Regions from separate parts of the Capsicum annuum genome. Here region 1 is linked to region 2. A link is a contact called in public Hi-C data. All regions are on one chromosome and are shown on one strand. Each heading gives the region's core, a stretch centred on a gene start, on an enhancer-like site or on the middle of the called end of the contact. The rest is flanking DNA. Distances are from core to core; before and after follow the strand shown.

What was found. Hi-C and Micro-C count contacts between places; a contact is called where the count stands out from the background.
Region 1: a Hi-C map of leaf shows a contact between it and region 2, with 2.7 times the contacts expected there. The contact joins the promoter of LOC107842987 here to the enhancer-like site in region 2. A contact is called at or near these places in 2 of 5 Hi-C or Micro-C datasets (leaf and placenta).

The regions. Positions count from the first base shown.
Region 1 is chr9:24,287,431-24,290,741 of UCD10Xv1.1, reverse strand. LOC107842987 (dolichyl-diphosphooligosaccharide--protein glycosyltransferase subunit 4A) reads right to left here and starts at 1,561. Exons shown (of 2, transcript XM_016687103.2): 1 at 1,292-1,561.
Region 2 is chr9:24,111,681-24,114,616 of UCD10Xv1.1, reverse strand. LOC107842982 (kinetochore-associated protein KNL-2 homolog) reads right to left here. Exons shown (of 8, transcript XM_047396165.1): 7 at 2,492-2,565; 8 at 1,554-1,845. The coding sequence ends at 2,531. Among protein-coding and RNA genes, the nearest start is that of LOC107842982, 13 kb to the right of the region's middle. Within about 2 kb of position 1,581, at least 2 of the 5 cell types and tissues checked have an H3K27ac peak or open chromatin away from gene starts, as enhancers often do. A contact at or near this core is called in leaf, where this site is marked.

The sequences.
Region 1 (3,311 bases), core at 312-2,811, 180 kb before region 2:
CCGCCACTGGATAGACCCCCGGCTCAAGTAGGGGCGGATCTATGTATATTGGAGGGGGTGCCGTGGCACCCGGAAGTCTTGTTTGAAACTTCGTATATGTATGTATGTATAGGAAATATATAAAGCTTTGTCTTGGCACCCACAAACAATGAGGCACGTAGTGCCACAGGTGGAATGCCAAGCTTTTGTTCTTGTGGATGTGTTCAAATCCCACAGTGTGTGTTCCATTTAAGCTATTTTTTTCAATTTATTTCTAAAAAATGGTTCACAGCCAAGTTTGGACCCTCGACCTCCAATAAAGCTCATAAAGACATAAACGAGTGAGCGAAGCTCTTCCGTGCGCATATAATGGATGTTAAATTATACTTATTCTCTTTAAACATTGATATAGATTAGGCCGAACGCAATGTACACTATTCTTCAAAGCAGTGTGGCAACGAAACTTTCAAATCCTGGATCCCTCTCTAGGCTCGAGGATCCTTGAGCAATATAGAATCTCAAATTTTATTTGATTTATCTTCATAGCCTTCAGGGGAGGACCTATAGCCAAATATTTGGTGCTCCGGCACTCATTAAATTCGACACAGAAAAATATAAAAATTGGTATAAGATTTAGAAAAGCATCGTATTAACAAAGAAGATACCAGGATGCTTTTGTTTTCAGGCATAACCTCAACGTCAATATATGTGTTCGAACCGCCCGAGCACCCACGATCCTTAAATCCTCGATCCGCCACTGATAGCCTCCATCCACAGTTTAATTTGAAAAAAGGGCATCTTGGTGAATTAAAGCACCCTCTAATCGCGGGGTTCGAGGAAGAATCGGACCACAAGGATCTATCGTACAACACAGTCATACCCAGCATTTCTACAAGAGGTTGTTTTCACAGCCTCAACCCACCCACCCACCCGTGACCTCCTGCTCATGTGGCAGCAACTTTCATAATCATCCATAATCTAGTTATTCAACATAATTCGCTTGTTATTAAGAAAAATGAAGGAACAATTCTCTTTTTCCCCCAACACATTCTGATAAAATATACGTCATTCATAAATTACCGGGATTACCATAATTAATTCACTCAGGTATAACAATCCAAAAACAACAGCAAGCAACAGATCAAACATTCATTCCACAAAATAACAATTAAATCACCTACGAAATTCAAGATTTTGACCCGAAATTTTTTTTTCAAAATAATAATAATAAACTGACTTAGTTTTTCTTGGATAAAAACGGATTCCACAATGAAATCGAATAATGCAAGGATGATTTTTAGTAGAAACTTACAGTGATACCAAACGGAAAATTGGTAGGTATAGAATTCGAAGTACCCAAAAGAGCGAGCTACGATGTTCGAGAGAATGACTAGATCGGATTTTTTGGAGCTATTTAACCTACTTAGGGGGTTGGTTGTTATACGATGTCGTTTTGGGAATATCGTGAGTTTGAAAATAAGAAGGGAGAAAATGAGTGTGGCTGGCTGGGATTCGAAATTCTCACCACTAAACTATAGCCACACTATTGGTTGCCGAAGTATCGTTTATTGTTCCTTTAACCCATATGACAGATAGTAAAGTCCACTTTATCGTTTTTTATTCCACTAATATATAAACGTTTGGTAGTACTACTAATTTATCTTTATATATTAGTGAATGATGTCCCGTATCAGCACGGGTCCAACATTAAAATATTTATTTATTTTTTCAATCTTTATATATATTTAAATAAAAAAATTTAATAAAAGGATTACATATGTTTTCTAAAATTCATCCGGAATCTTGCATTAGTTCAACATATGTTATTTTAATATATTTAGATAATTTAAGTTGTTAACTATTGTAATTTATAATTTTTTTTATGTATTTTTCAAATTAATATACGTTACTTTTCTTGTCCAAATTTTTGTGGCATTAATAGTCAATTATATTTTAAAAATAATTTAAGTTTTTAATTATTGTGATTTATAATACTTTTCTTCTATTCCAATTTCAATGATACTAATATAATTTCAAGAGCCAACTAAATATTTTATATCTTTTAAATTTTTTAAGTTGTTGATTATTGTGATTTCTAGTATTTTTCATGTAATTTTTTAAAAATATATAACATATTAATTTTTTTTAGATATTTTAAGTTGTTAACAATTGTAATTTATTATACTTTTTAAGTAATTTTTGAATAATATATGCTACTCTCCTTGTCCAGAGTTTTTATGTCAATCATAGCTAATTATATTTTTAAAATAATTTAAATTTTTTGTCATTGTGATTTATAATATTTTTTCTATCTCAACTTATGTGCCACAATGCTTAAATGACCAGAATAACTAATTAGGGTGATATAGTAAAATCACGACTGAAGCAGCTGAAGCAGAAATCAAGAAATTTTTAATTTTTTTTGTTAATTATTATTATTTACAGTACTTTTTATTTCATTTTCAAATAATATATGTTGTTTTATATCTTCTTCTGTCCCGTCCCAATTTATGTGGCACTAATATAATTGTGATAGTCAATCAAATATTTTATGATGACATATCATTTTGTTATTCTTATTTTTCTAATACATAAATGACTTATAATAAGGAGTGATATAGTAAAATCATTGTTCGAAAGACGAAAATTTAATTTAAAACATTAATAGTAAATTTCGCATTTTATGTCTATTTTATTTTTCATTAAATATTATTTATTTTCTTAATACCTAGATGACTCATAATAATTAATTAAGAGCGACTGATTATGTTAACTATAAAATTAATATAATTTTATCAAATCTAATAGTGATCATCGACAATTCACCGAAATAGTATATTAATTAAATACGGGATGCTATATTTGCATATGCAAAATATGATATTATTAAACTTTATTGGATAGTGCATTGTATTTATCTTTCACAATAATAAAATTTTACTATATATTTTTTTAATTTCTTTTTAACTCGATACATATTGACCCAACATAAATTCTAAGAAAATATTCATTAGAAATTTATTTTATTAAATTAAATTTATTAATTTTTTACATTAAAAATTTAAAGTTCAGTTTAAATATTAGTATTTCTATATAAGAAAAAAATAATTTTAAAATTTAAATTTACTATGATAAATAAATAAATAAAAATATTAATTTTCTATATAAAAGTCAATTAAAATAATAAAATTAATTTACTTCAAATATTTAGTTGCAATTAATTAAGATAATTTTTTATTTAGTCGTGATTTATGTTGCCCCAATAAAATTTTTAGAGTTGAATAGAACTTTTATCTATTTTGAAAAAAGTATTTTAACTTGTTAATTATTGT
Region 2 (2,936 bases), core at 332-2,831:
AATAAAAAAAAAAAGGAAAAAGGAAAAAAAGAAGAGAAATAGAAGAGAGAAAATAAAGTGAAAATAAAATAAAATAATAAAAAAATAAGATGAAAAAAAAAGATGTAAAAGATATAGCTATATTTGGGGTGGTAAAATAGAGGAATGAAAATAGGAAAATGTAAAGTAGTGACAGTAAAACATGCACTTGCCTAATTAATGACTAAAATAATGTTACTCTTGCTATAAACTGTAATTTTACAAAAGTATTGCTATTTATTGTAATTATAGTCTTAAGTAAACTATTTTCTGTAATTTTTCCTTAATTATATGTCATGAATCCATGTACACTCTACTTTCAATTTCAGTGTCGACTAACACTTGCAATAACTACATATCCAGTGTAATGTCACTAGGGGAATGTGGAGAGTGTATGGTATGTACACAGACATTATCCCTTCTTGTGAAGGTAAAGAGGTGTTTTCCGATAGACCATGACAGATTTCAAAAAAATGACTGATTTTCTTTTTATGTATTGTTTCAAAGAGGTGAATTAAATCATTTGTAGACTTACAACTTTGTGCCAGCATTACTATCAGGTACCACCATACAGTCGAATCTAAATTCTGTTAGAGTTTTAGGAGGCTATTTTACTCTAAATCTCGCCTATTTAAAGAGTAACATATTCCCTAAAACGGGCATCTTAAATATGGGTATTCGTAAAAAAATCGGGATATCCAATATCCCACAAAATCATGGGATATTCATAAAGAAATCATCCTATGTTTGAGAAATACGTCATTAATGGTCCTCAAATTACGGAGAAAATCGATAAAAGAATCAAAGGAGGAACAAATTTGTACCCACATTGTTTATCAATACAAATTGTTGTTTCTTCATATTTTTATTTGTAGTTGAAATTTATTTTTCATGAATTAAATTCTGTTGGAAACAAATTGGCACGCCCAGTGGAACCAAATCTGCCCTTCATCTCTTCTCTCATAAATCAGATCTACAAATTTGTAGCCGCCGCATAAAGATGGAAGTTCTATTGGTACTTCAAGACTCGTCATCGAATCTACACTTCGACAAGCTTTGAAGTAGGAGGCATTTGTAGACATCTAAAATTTGTGAAACTCTTCAATAAAAATTCAAATTCTGTTAGAGTTCTAAAAGGCTACTTTACCCTAAATCTCGCCTATTTAAAGGGTAACATATTCCCAAAAACAGACATCTTGAATATCCCATAAACCGATGGGTATTCGTAAAAAGATCGGGATCTCCAATATCCCACAAACTCATGAGATATTCATAAAGAAATCATCCTATGTTTGAGAAATACGTCACTAACGGCCATCGAATTACGGAGGAAATCGAGAGAAGAATCAAGGGAGGAACAAATTTGCACTCACATCGTTTATCAATACAAATTGTTGTTTCTTCATATTTTTATTTGTGGTTGAAGTTTATTTTCCATGAATTAAATTATGTTGGAAACACTTATATATTAACATATAGCAGCATAAATGAGTTAAAAAAGACAAGCCATTGAACAATTAAGCTAATATAGAATATAGAAAAAAGAAACATCTCTTTTACTAATCAGTTTAACATAACAGCTTGCTGTTGTTCTAAGAACCAAAAGAGGTATCCATTGAACAAAGCCATTGAACAATTAAGCTAATATAGAATATAGAAAAAAGAAATAACGCTTTTACTGATCAGTTTAGCATAACAGCTTGCAGTTGTTCTAAGAACCAAAAGAGGTATCTGTCTAGTAAATATGAATCCAAAATGGCATTAGTAGACCCTTTACACATTTTTGTACAAAAATACCACTGCTTCTTATGCCTCCCCATTAAATTCCTGAACAAAAAAATTAAAAAGAGAGTTGGGTAAGAGTTCCATGACTTCGATTATGAAAGGGAAACTAAATAAAAGTAAACAACTAAACAAACCCGGTGTAATCCCACAAGTAGGGACTGGGGAGGGTAGAGTGTATGCAGACCTTACCTTTACCTTTGATAAGGTAGAGAGGTGGTTTCACAAAGACCCTCGGCTGAACAAACAGTGGAACAGAGGAAATAACGGAAACTAAATAAAAGTAGAAGTTCTTTTTTCGCTTTTTAGTTTTAAGTTCAGAGTCATTTTCTTCAAAATCTTGATTATGTGCATCACGACGATCCATACACAGAGGACTAGTAAAAAATCTTGTGAGTGGTGCAGTACTAATAATTAGTTGAATTCTTTGAAACCAAACACAGACCTGATAAGGTCTTGTCTATGTCAGTTGCTCTCTTTGTTTTTTATTAGCAAGATCAATATCCCCTTTAACCGAAAGCATAACCAGAGATATAAAAGATGCACCGAATTTTAAGCAACTTTCTGGTTAACTATCTCATAATCCTTCTCCCCTCATCCACTAAAAGAAAACTATCATCCTAGACTCTTAGATTGTTTTGAAATGATCGTCTGATCCCAGATGTTAATGGTAAATACTCACATACCTTACATTTCCACTAGACAATACGAGCTTGAACTCTCATCTGTGTTAGCGTCTCTTTCTTGATGGTTCGGATCTACTCACTGGCACAGGCATAAACATAAACATCCATTAGATACATAAGCAACTGGCACGAAAAGCACCACAACTACTGCTACACCCAGAGGGGATTCTAGCATTTCTAGAACATAGGTGCACCACCTAAAAAAGAAGGAAAAAAATGTATTTAGTGGGAATTGATCCTTAGTCCTCCAAGTAAATAACTCAACCTTTAACCAAGTGCACCATTTAGTCTTCTTGTAACATAGGTGCCAACAGGGAATATTATACTAACTTTATAAAATATATACATAAAATATCTAGTTTTACGAAGAGGCCACGGGTCCACGTGCCGCATTTTTGTATGCAAATTCATCCCTGAGGCCCTGACTACACCTCAGTCCCAGCAAGTTGG